Regions from separate parts of the Mus musculus genome. Here regions 2 and 3 are each linked to region 1. A link is a contact called in public Hi-C and promoter capture Hi-C data. All regions are on one chromosome and are shown on one strand. Each heading gives the region's core, a stretch centred on a gene start, on an enhancer-like site or on the middle of the called end of the contact. The rest is flanking DNA. Distances are from core to core; before and after follow the strand shown.

Region 1 (4,537 bases), core at 528-3,027:
ACTTCTCAGTAGCTCATATAAACTTAGATCCAGCCAATGTGCTCCAGTTGACATCATTGTTTCCCTCCCTGTAAGTCCTCCTTGCCACTCCCCTTTCCGTTTTGATTCACTCATACCTTTCCCCAGAGTACAAGAACTATTGTGAAACTGGAATCTCTCATCATAGATTCCTGTCACTGATATATAAGATACAAGTTAGCTTTCTATAGTCTTCATTATTATACAATGTGAACATTACTTTTATTAAAACCGAAGGATGGAATTTATGCATTTTACAATTATTGTGCTCTCAGTAAATGTTATCTGTTACTACCAATGCTCAGGTTACCATTATTACTATTGTGAATTTACTTTAAAGCTTATATCATATTCTTTTCTATATTGAACTTATGACATTAAATAAAGGAATAGCTGGGACAATAGAATTCGAATTCATTTGGTAATTTTTTTCCCTAGTCTGGTATTCTTACATCAACTATTAAGTAAAAAACAATGCCCCATAGTTATCCCCACAGGTCAATATGATGGAGGTGATTCATCAATTAAGTTTCTTTTTCCAGTCATGTCAATTTGACAGCTGCAGCCGACTTTGTGGCTAAATAACAGTATTGACAGCAAAATTTGTTTTTTCAAAGATCCCTCCCTCTATTTACATCCTGATGCTTTCCTTACTGGTTGGATGTTGATCCTAACATTGCTCATTGCTCATGGAGTTGTGGAACGGTACACTTCTTTGGCTCTGGCTCCTCCTCCTCCATTCCACCTGTCCCCTCTCTCTGTCTCTCCTTGAAATGTAAACACACACCCACACAGAGAGAGAGAGAGAGGGGGGGAGAGAGAGAGAGAGAGAGAGAGAGAGAGAGAGAGAGAGAGAGAGAGAGAGAGAGAGAGAGAGAGAGAGAGAGAGAACATGCTTTTTTTGGTGATGAGATCTAGTATGAGTTATATCATGTTCTCCCTAAGACAATCTACTGGGGTCCCAATGTCCACTAATTAAAGGGTGATTTTAGTTGGAGACATGGTCTAGAGGTGATCAGGTTAAAATGAGGCCGTTATCAAGGGTTGTTGTATCATGTGGGTGATGTCACGGAGAAGGGAGAATCTGGAGACACACATAACATGTACACAGGAAGAGAGTGGTGTGAGGAGATGCTGGGAGAAACTAGCTACCTTCAAGCTCATGTAGCTGACTGGATCACATTCTATCCTCAGGGCCTACAGAAGGACCAACCCTGAACCCTGAAATTGTAAGATACTCTATTTCTTCTGGGGGGAAAGCCCTGCGGTTGTAAATACTTAATTTTATCAGCGCTAGCAGCACAAACAAGGCCCAGATAGACAGTAGAGTTAACTGGGACTTGGCTGATGAGAGCACTGCTTTGTTGCTTGGTTATTTCAGACAAAGGAAGCTGAAGTTTTACTTTTTGGAGCATTATGTTCCTGGGATAAACTTTTAGAAACTTGTTTTGTTTTACATAACCGTGAGGTGGTGGCTGGAGACCTACATTTGAGTGAAGAGAGAAAGTAGAGCCCTGTAGAAGACACAAGAAACAAGATCCCTGTCACCTGTAAGCAGACTTCTCCTGTCAGCTGTCATTAAGGAAAAGATACAATTGGCTTTAGATTCTCTCTCTCTCTCTCTCTCTCTCTCTTGTTGGGAGGGGTGGGGCAGTGAGGAGACAGGGTCTGGAGATCTGTGCTTAAAGAGTGCAGGTAGGGCTCCAGAGAGGGCGGAGGACGGTGCTGCTTATCCTAGATTCCCCAGACCCACCCACCCACTGTAGCTGTGTGCTCAGGCAAGCGGTGGTGAAGAACAGCTCTAGCAGAGGACGCTTTCGGGCGGGGGTGGGGGGAGCACCAAATCTGTGGATCCAAATCTAAGCTGAGAGCCTTCACTTTCCACTGGGTGAGCCCCCCTGTCCTTCGGTCAGCCTCCGCTCCAGACACAGCCAGCCGACCCGAAGGTCTGCGGCGGGGTCGGGCTGTGCCAGCTGGACCCGCCCCGAGCTCCATGGTTCGCCCAGCCCCGCGCGATGGTGACTCTGGGTGCGGAGGGTGGCTATGGGAGAGCCAGCAGATCGCAGCAGCGTGAAGGCAGGGAGCGCGGCGGGCGGCAGGCGGGGACTGTCTCCCCGACCTCAGCACCCAGAGAAGCGGATCAACCACCTGAACCCCGAAAAAACGCCAACAAGTAGTTTCTCCTTTGAGGAGGGCGGCTCAGCTGGTCGCAGAGACTCTGTCCGACTGCAGGAAGAACCTCGTCCACAGGGAGACCCAAGCAGATCCACTTTACTCCCGGTCTCCTTAAGGTATCCGGGGACTAGGAGGGGAGAAAAGGAAGGGCAGCGCAGGCGGGCATCCCCCTGCCTAGCTTTAAGAGCTTGGCTGTGGAGCCCCTGGGGAGAAGCTGGAAACAGGCGGTCTAGCTCAGCGACCCAGGGGGTGTGCCTCCCTCAGCTTCTCCTGGGCCTCGCCCCTCCTCGAAAGCAACCCCCCACTCTCCACCCCAAGATGTTTGTTTTTCTTGGGAAGGGGGAGGGGTGGCAGAGACTGCTCACTTTTGTCCTCAAAGATGGATCCTAGTTAGCCGTTTCCTTTCCCAAGTAATAATAACATTTAGCAACAAACGGCAACAGTAATGTGAAAAGGAAATTGGATGAGGAAATTAGTCAGAGGTCTCCTTGGTGAAAGGCGGTAGCGAGGACGTTTGTTGTTGTTATTGTTGTTCTGACTTCTGGGTTCAGTCTTCTGCCTGGTAGGTGAGGGAGAGAAGTGAACTGAGAACAGAGCGGGCAAAGGGCACTCCCCTAGTGCTGGGGGTGGTGGTGGCGGTGGGGAGAGCTGTCTTAAGGTTGGACCAGGGTATGCAGGCAGCTGGGGCACTCCTGGCCTCCTCCCACTCAACACTGCTAAGTTGCCTCAGCAAATGTAACTCCCTCATGGGGGAATTGCATTAAGAACAGGGGAGGGGCTGAGCGAGAGAGAGAGAGGGATGGGATAGTGGGTAAGGGGTCTAGTTAGGGAGGAGCGCTTGGAGCAAAGGCGGGTAGAAAAAAAGGCTGGGGACTGAACGGTGGGGATTTAGGGAAAGGAAAGAGGGGCTTGGGGACTTAAAGCAGGTTGGATGTGACAGGGATAGAGGGGAGGCATGGTGGAGGGCAAGAAGGAAAGAGAGGTCAGAGCCAAGGGTGGACTGTGTGCCGCAAGAGAAAAAGGTTTCCTGGAAGGTCAAGGAAGACTCAACTGTTCTTCGTTCTCTGGGAACCTGGGCCAGGGATGCGAGAGGCGGGGACAGGACTTGGGCACCAAGCTCCTCCTGGGAGGGTCCTTTCCACTTGCCAGCTCTGCAGTTTGGCACTCTTGGGTTGAGGTAGGGGGTAGGGTGGGGTCCTGATGAGTCTCTGACCCACGAGAGCTTTAACTTGGTGCTGTGTTCGCCTCCCCTAGTCATGTCTGAGCCACAGAGATGGGCAAGATCGAGAGCAACGAGAGGGTGATCCTCAATGTCGGGGGTACCAGGCACGAAACCTACCGCAGCACCCTCAAGACCCTGCCTGGAACTCGCCTGGCCCTTCTTGCCTCCTCTGAACCTCAGGGCGACTGCCTGACTGCGGCCGGGGACAAGCTGCAACCGCTGCCCCCTCCGCTGTCTCCGCCGCCACGACCGCCTCCCTTGTCCCCTGTCCCCAGCGGCTGCTTCGAGGGCGGCGCAGGCAACTGCAGTTCGCACGGTGGCAACGGCGGCAACGGCGGCAGCGACCACCCTGGGGGAGGCCGCGAATTCTTCTTCGATCGCCACCCAGGAGTATTCGCCTATGTGCTCAATTACTACCGCACGGGCAAGCTGCACTGCCCCGCCGACGTGTGCGGGCCGCTCTTCGAGGAAGAGCTGGCTTTCTGGGGCATCGATGAGACCGACGTGGAGCCCTGCTGCTGGATGACCTACAGGCAGCACCGGGACGCGGAGGAGGCCCTGGACATCTTTGAGACACCCGACCTCATCGGGGGCGACCCTGGTGATGATGAGGACCTAGCGGCCAAGAGATTGGGCATTGAGGATGCTGCGGGGCTGGGAGGACCCGATGGCAAGTCAGGCCGCTGGAGGAAGCTGCAGCCTCGCATGTGGGCTCTTTTTGAGGACCCCTACTCATCTAGAGCCGCTAGGGTAAGACCTGAATCTAGCATTCCCTGTTGTTGCAACTCTCACAACTTTTCTTCAAACTTTGATCCTTTCCTCCAACAGCCTCTGAAATGAAGAGGAAGAAAGGAACACGGTTTTCGAGATGTTTCATGTGGGGTAGGGCAAGCCCAGAGACTTTTTCTTCACCCCATCTCTTCTACCCTCCCTGTTAGGTATTCGGCTGCTCTCCAATTCACACAGATTTACTTTAACAGACAAGACCTGTCCTTGTAAGAGTCCTGGGATGTGTCCTTATGCCATTATTACATTCACCTTAGTTTTTGCCTTAACTTTTTTTTTTGTTCCAGCCTTTTCCTTTAGCTAGGATGTGCTTTGGAGCCCATTGCCCATCCTGAC
Region 2 (4,537 bases), core at 1,520-4,019, 660 kb after region 1:
CTCCTGCCAAGGTTTTACTCACGTTCTCAAAATTCTTGGACTAAGGATCCAAACTGTAACTAGGCCCCAACCCTGAGCTGCAAAACTCTGAGAAGGCAACAACAGACAGTCTCAAGGCTCAAGCACTATAATTGCCTCAACTCTTTGAGTATAATCCAAATTAGTCCACACACTTCAAATAGCTCCTGGGAGAAGGAAGATACATACACAATAGGATTAGAAATGTGGAGCAGAACCAACTCCTTCCTTGTGTATGCCAGCATTCCTGGCTCTGCAGTAAGTCCTAAGAGGCCGTATCCAAGTAGCAATGGGAAGAAAGAACTCATGACAGGCAGGGAGATATACTAGCAAGGCAGCCTTATATAAGAGAAACACTTAGACATGACACTGCCTTGTAAATTTAAAAAAAGGTTGTTTTTTTTTTTTTTTTTTTTTTTTGTTATTTTCCCATTCCAATCCAAACAGAGGGAGCCATGAGAGATTCTCCTCTAAGGCTTCCATAAAAACAGGTAAAACAAAACAACATAAAAATTTAAAGTTAGAAAACGAAAACGACAACAAAAGGAAAAAGGAAACTTGTGTAGGCTTCGGAGGAGCAGCACTGGAAGATGAGCTGAAATTGGTCGAGAGAAAACCTAGTGTGGCAAGCAGCACCTGGAATCATGAGCTGCACCAGAGAGGCAGTGGAGCAGTGACAGGAACATGGCCAAGCCAGACAGATGAGGCTGGACCCTTTACTGGGGCACAGAATGAGGTAAGAAAACATTTCAAATAAAGCAGCACCTTTCTTTTCTGCTCACCTCAGGACTCCCACCCTCCATAACCCCCCATTTTAGGGACTGAAACAGACCAGTTTTGATATGCCACTCACTTCCCCTTTACTTCTAACCCTGCCTCCAACTTTCCATCAAGAAATATACAGCCCCTGCTGGAAGGAGGTTCTGAGGACCAAGTGATGAACTGCTGTTTGTGAGGGCAGAGAAGGTGGAGACAGTCTCAATCAGCACAGCAGAGGTCTGACTGCCCAGTTGATGAAGGAATTCTGCAACCATACCAGGTAAACCAGGCCTGTTTCAGGGCTCTTAGCATTAAACTCATTCACATTATTGAAGGCAGATGGAAAAAAGTTCCCTCCTGGCTCAATTTTTAAACAGCCTCCTGCTCTGCCATGATGTCCTTCTGTAGGTCAGTGGTACCACTGGAGGGCAGCGACCTGTCATAATGATCAAGTCAGACCCATGGGCTGGTTACATCACCAGTAACTCAAAAGTAGGAAAAAACCGTCCCACCAAACTTATGTCCGCAGTATGTAATTCAAGACATGAGTCTTCCAGTTGGACATGATGTGCAGTCGCGGAGGTACACTTCATCCTCATAGCATCAAAAGAAAATCTTCAGCTGTTTGAAAACCACCTTGTCCTTTGCCAAACCTTTGCCACTCAGTAGGATGGAAAGACAGGTCTTCTGATGAGCCAAAGGCAAGGCCTTGTCCCCACAAAATGCTGGACCTTTGGAAAACAGGTGATTTGGAACTTCTTGAAGACAAGGGCACAAGGGCTTCCCATCGAATTCAAACGGGAATATTAATATTTTTAGTATTTAAGTCACATACCTGACTTCTATTTGTATCAAAGAGGCCCAATTGGAGGCTTAGAAATCAGAGGAGCAGTCCACCGAAGCTGACTGATCAGGGCCTGACCATCAACACCATCTAAAACTTCGAAGGAGGCCCATGACATCAGGCAGATGCAGAATCTGAGAAACAAATAGAATTGTATAGGCTGGGTACACAGCTGCTCACCTGTGTACCGAGGACAGTTCAGGGTCCTTGCACATCCACATGTATTTTATACAGCTCAAAATACAGCACGACGCCTCTGGACCTTCTTCTGCCCAGGATTTCAGAGCTGGCATGGGAGACCCTTTCAAATGGACCGGGATTCCTAAATTCTCCTCTTTGGGTGTTTTGTTCGTTTTACGCCTTCTCGGTTTTTTTTTTTTTTGTATTTTAATGCTAAGATCTTGAAGGGGGGTAAATGGGACTTTTGTTTGCTTTTCCTTTATTTGTTGATTTAATTTTTTTTCTCTCCAACTTAGCTTATTCCTCCAAAGCCACGGGGACCAGTCTCTATTATTGTCCTGGTCACTGTGTCGCCCTCTCTCAGGTGGTGACTACTGGAATTCCGGAGGTGAACGCTGCAGCTCCGTCTGGGGCCCGTCCCCGGGATCCCCAGGAAGGGAGCAGAGCGGGAGGCGGCACGCGCCTTTGTCCTCCACTGGCTGGATGCCGAAATCCTTCACGCTCCCAGTGTCTGCAAACTCCAGGTAGAAGTAGCCACACTTGACCGCCCGGTGCACCTCAAAGCAGAAGCCCAGGCAGGAATCCTCTATCAGGTCTACATAGATCTCCTGGGCGATGGCCTCCAGCTTGTTAGTATCCAGGTTGGCCAACGAAATCTCCTCCATCTTAACCGGCAAGCGACCGTGCGGAGGGCGCTGGCTTTACTCACGGCACACTCGGGCTCCGCTAGGCCTGCAAGGCCTCTCCGGGCCTCGTCCTCCGGGACGGCAACGGCGACGACGGCGGCGTCCGCGGCGACAGCAACCGCCGCTCCGGAGCCCCAACGCTCGCTCGGCTGCGACGATCACCCAAGTTCGGGATTCTGAGCTGCACCCGAGCCCGGCTCGCCGCGAAAACCGTCTCGGCGCCTCACCCAGCCGTTCGGGCCTCTTCCTCTCGCTGACAGTCTGGGCCCGCCCCCCCACTTCCGCCCGGTGCTGCGCCTGCGCACTGGCTCCGCGCGGAGGCTGGGCTTGGGCTCGGGCTCTGGCGCAGTTCGCTGGCCTGGGAGCACTGTTGGTCTGTGCGAGCCAGTGGCGACAACTGGCATTCCTGCCTGTGTCTTTTTCTCTCTCCCGGTTCATAAAATGTTATCGACGATGCTATGGTATTTTGTTTAGGGCTTTAAACGTTCACTAATGCGTTCACCTGTGTTTCAATGATTTCTTACGTAAAAGGAGGAATAATAATTACTTGTCCAGTTGTGTAATCAATCGAATAATGATTTCAGGCATGTTTATCCACATACGACTGAAAATTTGACGTACAGGATTGGCTTGCAGTAATTTACAGTACTGCCGCAGTTGTCATTTAAATCCACTAGATGATGCAAGGAAACAAATTGCCCTATAGTTTATCTTTGAGGCTTTCTTTGAATGAAAACAACTAGAATCCTGACACTAAAGGCATAATTCAAATATATTGATCAAATAAACCTAAGGCATTTATCTCACTTATAAGACCATTAAGTCAGCGTGACTGTAAAGAAATGATTATATACGTCTCCAAATGTGCTACAAGATAAAAATGATGTGCGCTTAGTTTGGGGGAGGCAAAGAGGAGGGGGAAGACTTTCCTAAAGTTACACTGCTTTCACTGTGAGAACTGGAACCGTCCCACCAAATCCTCTGCAGCCAGCTCCTAACAACTTTTCTCATTTGACTCAAGCAAGTCCTTATTCTGTCACTGATAAAACACACTACTAACCACAATGGATCAGAAGATGCTAGCTAGCTATTCCTAAAAAGATTAGTTGTGAATTCAAACATAAGGAAATCACTGTATTCTTTCTTTACTTTTTTCTTTCTTGTTCATTATTTGATCCTCCTCTGCAACTGCTCTACTTTTGCAATTTATCAGAAAGAACTGTGGCTAAGGAAAAACTCAAATCCTCCTTTATAGCTTTCTTATGCAAGATTTCCAGATTAGAGAAAAGCATAAGATGATCATATTTTCCTCAGTACAGAATTACCTTACACTGATTGATTTAGAGTGCAAACTATTTGTAAACAACTGTATTTTCTAGTTGTCTATTTAATTAATTTAGATCTCACAAATTGGCAGATACAAATCATTTAGCTTATGCTACTTAATTTTTTTCTGCCCAGAGTTCTTTTTTTTTAATTTAAAAAAAGACAGAACTTTAAAAAAATTGGACTTTTGTATAATCTAGATGTTCTAGATTCAAAAAATTAACGTATTGACACATTGTGGGATCTGGACATACAATAAACCATGTAATGTTTAAGAGTACATGTTACTGAATCAGACTGCCTCCTACAGTAGATGCCTATGCGAATCTTGTATTGGGATCTGTTTTCTTGACATTTCAGGAATAGGTGTCATCACATAGTTTTGTAGTGAGACACATAGCAATACGTATAAGAATTTTCACATGGTGCTTGCATGATGTATACAGTGGTACAGACTGCCTAGTTAGATAAAGAAAATATAGTTAGGACTTCAAGCATCTTTGCTTTAAACTCTTTCCTCTTCAAACTAAGTGTAAAACTCTACTTTCCAGGTCTAGTACAAATTCAGAGACATTTGTGAAGTTTAGACTTTTTTCTGCAGGTCTTGGTTTGGGTCTGACTGTCTAGCTTCATGTCTAGCATGCTTTGACATTTGCTGGTGCTAACACATTTATTGCCAAACAAAAGTTCTTATTAACAGACAACTGTCCTTTGTCATTATCGA
Region 3 (4,537 bases), core at 1,148-3,647, 530 kb after region 1:
AGCACTGGTATGGTGAGATTCCAGGTGGAGACTGGACAATCGGCAACAAGCTTGTGGGCCTTCGAGCATGAATGTCCAGCATGGTGCCAGAAAGAAGAGTTTCCTTGCGACATGACAAAGATGAGAACCAATTCCTAAAATGTTATGCTGTGACTTCCAAATGTTCATAGCGACATATGCATGCATTGTCCCTCTGACTTTCTCCCCCTGTGTCTCTGCCTCAAGAAATTTTCAAGATTAAAATTGAACTATAATCCATATACACTGAAGACTAGATTACAATATATTAATACTAAACTCTTTACTTTAATAGTTATGCTGTGGTTTCTTAGAACATACAGATGGAAGTTTTGTGTGGCCAAGTATCATGATCATTATAATTTAGTATTGAAAGATTCAAAAGCATACGTATAGAGATGGGGGGGGGGGAGGAGGGAAGTGTGTTTAAATGTTTTTAGAAAATAATTATTGGTGGCTGGAGAGATGACTCAGTGGTTAAGAGCACTGTCTGTTCTTCCAGTTTTGGGGTCCAGCCTCTACACAGGATCAGAGTTCTCAACTGGAAGCAGGGATATCTGTAGCCGCCAGCAGCCACAGGTTACTGGGTTCCTGGAAGGAAAGATGGAGATGGAGAAGGCTTCGAGAGAAATAAGGAGCCAAGACAAAAGTTCTAATCAAGGCCAATGTTTATTTATGAGTCTGAGCTTATAAAGGGGGGGGGGCATCCCCCACCACCCAGAATCTCTTTGCTTTGTCAGTATAGTGTCAGGAAAACAGGTTCAGTCACTCAGCAGGTAATGGTGTCTTGGAGGAAACCGCAGCTGTGGCAGACAAAAGATTTTACCTGGGTCAGAAGACTCCACCCTAGGTGGGCTAGCCCTGCTGTGGCAGACCAGGTCAGAGCAGCCTGCTCAAGGCTGGGAGGAGGGCACAGATATCTGCAAGGTGCATAATAAATATAGACAGACTCCTTTTTTGGGTACAAGCTGACAGGCAATTTTTTCAAGGCTTAGAGTTTTTTTCTCTCCTCACTCTCTGCTCTCTTTCTCTCTGGCTTGCTCACGGCTTGGGGCTGCACACACTCTGCATTCTCCTTCATACTCTGCTTTTCTTGAACTCCAACCTCATACACACCTTTGTGAGTTCCCCTTTCACTCTCACACACATCTCACACACATACCACACGCACTCTCTTTTCACTCACACACACACATACACACACTCTCCAAACACACCTCATGTTCTCTCCTCACTAACTCTTCATATTCTCCCCTCACTAACTCTTCCATTCTTCCCTCACTCACTCTTCACATTCCCTCCTCACCCATTCCTCACATTCTCCCCTCATTCACTCTTCAAATGCTCTTCTCATGCTCTCCTCCCCATTTGGTCTCTAACTCGCTCTACAATGCTTGCTACTTGCTCTCTTGCCTTTCTCTTACCCCAGTCTTTTATTGATACTCCAAGAGCAGGTTAAAAAAAAAAAAAGATATTGTATAACCATTGCCAAATCAAATTCAAAAGAATAACCATGTCCCACAAAGAATCAAGAATTACAGTTGTTCCCCAAATTTTCAAGCTTTCCTATTCCCAGGCCTGTAGCCAAAATAATAGTAATTGCAAACTTATCATTATTTAAACGTTAACTTTTAACTTATTATACTTCAGAGCTCAGAGCTCCGAGGTCAGCTACTTTCATTTTCCTGTGGAGATCTAAGGATAAATGGCATGGGCAAAGCTGCCAGGCAGTGGCCAGAAAAAACTCAAGTTCACCCTGAATTCAGCAGTTCCGCTAGCTTTCTGCTTCTGCACATTGTACACAATGACTCTCCTAAAAGTCCCAGTGTTTTGACTTAGTTTTGCTAATATCTAATTTTATGCATTCTATACTTGCTTACCCAGGAACCAGTCTCAACAGTTACGTAAAACTTATTTTATAACTTTAATAATTTTTTTTTCTCGGGGCCCCAATGTTGGCTCTAATTCATTTTCTAATAATTTCATCAAACTTTCTTTGCAAGTCAAACATAAGTCTGGGACTACCATTGTGCAGTTATTGCATTGTTTCCAAGATGAGAACACACAGCATACACCTGGGCCATTAGGACTGTGCTGTGCTGTGCCCCAATGCCTCAATTCTTAATTGTTTAAGAACCATTACATCAAGGAACATCTAGTTTCAAGGAATTCACCAGAGCAGAAGGAGAAAGAAATAAGAAAGTCAGATATAATAGAATAATTATGCACACCAAGGCCAACTGAAAAGCAGTCATGCACAAATGAAATCTATCCAGGGCTAAGGTTAGGAGAAATGGGAGCAACTGTTTCTCACAAAGAACTGCCTGGGCTTCTGAGATGTCTCCATCCTGGCCTTCTGCAGGCAGTCCCTTTCACTGTATGCTGTCCCCAGCATTCCTGAGGTTCTAAGTTCAATTCCTAGCAACCACATGGTAGCTCACAACCACAGCAATAGGATCTGATGCCCTCTTCTGGTGTGTCTGAGGATAGTGACAGTGTACTCACATACATAAAATAAATGAAATCTTTAAAAACCAAGAAAGGAATTATTGAATCAGCATAATATATTATAATATCGTATAGTATATAAATTAAATATTATATTACATTACATATTATAATATGAGATATATACTATAATAGATAATATAATATATGAGATATATAATATAATACATGTATAATATATATGAGTTCTTTGTATTATTCTCACAACTTTTTGTAAGTGTTAAATTATATCAAAACATAAAATAAAAATTTAAAGCTTGACAGAGGAGTGTGTGTGTTTAACCTTCATTTACAATTCAGTGTGACTTCACTGTCTAAGCCTTCTAATTATTCACCCAAGAACTGAGTTTGGTAAGTAAATAGAAGGCAGAGGACTAATTTGTTGAACAGAGAAAAGGCACTTGTCAGGAGGCTGTAAAGCCACTTTAAAACGGATCTGTTATTTAAATGACCTATTAAGGATGATGAATAAAGGTGTCACTTAAAGAAAGGTCACTCTGTCCTTTGGAAAAAGCTGAAGGAGGAGTTATCAGGATGAAATGAAAGAGTGGGAGACTAACAGAGAAAAATGTTGATGATCTCATTTCCTAAGGTTCAGATATGCACACAGATACGGTCAGAATGAGATAAAGATAACAAAATTCCAAGGAAATCATAAAACTAGCTCTGAAGAGCAGATGGCAAGCAATGTCTAGGGCTCCAGACCAACTTTTACTCAAAGTATTAAAAATCAAGAGGTTAAGAGTTAAGACATTGAGATGGCTCAGCTGGTAAGAGCACTGACTACTCTTCCGAAGGTCCTGAGTTCAAATCCCAGAAACCACATGGTAACTCACAACCATCTGTAATGCTATCTGACACCCTCCTTTTGGGTGTCTGAAGACAGCTACAGTGTACTTATGTATGATAATAAATAAATCTTGGGGCCAGAGCAAGCAGAGACTGAGCCAGCAGGGCTGACTAGAGCAAGCAGAAGTCCTAACATTCAATTCTCAACAACCATATGAGGGCTCATCTGTACAGCTACAGTGTGCTCACATACATAAAATAAATCTTTAAAAAAAAAGTTAAGAAGTTTAGAAAGTTGTATAGGTAAGGTCAGGAGGTGGTATGTTATGGGTAGGACAATACATTTGACACAGAGCTCATGTAAGGGCATATATCTGTGACTGCATTTCTCGGGAGGCTGAAATATGTGAATCGAGAGTTCAAGGCTAACTTGGGCTACACAAGAGGAGGGTATTTAAAATAACTATATAACATGTACAAAATCACAATGGGAGTGCTATAATAATAAAAGTGATCATGGTATATTAATATGTGTTTCATTAGAATTCTATTAAAGAACATTTTGTGGACTTAATAACACTCCATTTTTATATATTCAAAATGCTTGCAAAAAGAATGATATAAATAACAATAGAAACAAAATGAATGAAAAAATAAGGTCAAATGTGATATTCCAGATTCTGGTTCAATTAAGGTGACTAACAAAAGTAGCTTGTGAACATACATGTATGGTAAAATATATTCAATTTGTCATATATTATAAATTTAAAAAATTATGCAATACTCACAATTAAGAAAATCTTATTGTTTTCATAATGTTGAATTGTTTTAAATGAAGCCTAGATATCTGGCATATCCTTTATGTCTTCCTCAAGTTTATCAAACTCGTGAGTTAGGATCTTTACCCAGCTTCTCTCACTTGGTCCAGTAGAACAATGGATGATTAGATGGGGAGGTTCTACAACTACCAAAGAAAAGCCTTCTGTAAACAGAGTCAACAAAAACAAGTTTATGATTACTTTTTTCTTATCAAGTTAATTATACATGCATATACACATACATATATACATTTATATTTTCTCTATATAATTTTTCATATGAATGGACTTTTGTATATGTATACACATGCAAGCATATATATACAAATATTATGTAAACATTTACATAATATTTAGTTCCTGAGAACATATTAAAAGAACGAACTTCCTTAGGGACTTAAGAA

Evidence for each region. Promoter capture Hi-C pulls out the DNA fragments that hold promoters and counts their contacts. Hi-C and Micro-C count contacts between places; a contact is called where the count stands out from the background.
Region 2: a Hi-C map of cerebral cortex shows a contact between it and region 1, with 1.8 times the contacts expected there. The contact joins the promoter of Atxn7l3b here to the promoter of Kcnc2 in region 1. A contact is called at or near these places in 1 of 484 Hi-C or Micro-C datasets (cerebral cortex) and 1 of 115 datasets of contacts at active chromatin or transcription factors (astrocytes).
Region 3: a promoter capture Hi-C map of neural stem cells shows a contact between it and region 1. The contact joins the enhancer-like site here to the promoter of Kcnc2 in region 1. A contact is called at or near these places in 5 of 39 promoter capture datasets (the 3T3-L1 cell line, cranial neural crest, embryonic stem cells and 1 more), 5 of 484 Hi-C or Micro-C datasets (all in embryonic stem cells), 13 of 115 datasets of contacts at active chromatin or transcription factors (SST interneurons, VIP interneurons, embryonic forebrain and 6 more) and 1 of 9 other capture datasets (embryonic stem cells).

What each region holds. Positions count from the first base shown.
Region 1 is chr10:112,268,240-112,272,776 of GRCm38.p6, forward strand. Kcnc2 (potassium voltage gated channel, Shaw-related subfamily, member 2) reads left to right here and starts at 1,778. Exons shown (of 5, transcript NM_001379643.1): 1 at 1,778-2,309; 2 at 3,448-4,165. The coding sequence starts at 3,467.
Region 2 is chr10:112,926,257-112,930,793 of GRCm38.p6, forward strand. It overlaps Atxn7l3b (ataxin 7-like 3B), which reads right to left and starts at 2,770. Exons shown (of 1, transcript NM_001033474.2): 1 at 1-2,770. The coding sequence starts at 2,466. The coding sequence ends at 2,173.
Region 3 is chr10:112,793,259-112,797,795 of GRCm38.p6, forward strand. No RefSeq gene overlaps it. Among named protein-coding and RNA genes, the nearest start is that of Gm3942, 42 kb to the right of the region's middle. Within about 2 kb of position 2,398, at least 7 of the 459 cell types and tissues checked have an H3K27ac peak or open chromatin away from gene starts, as enhancers often do. A contact at or near this core is called in neural stem cells, where this site is marked.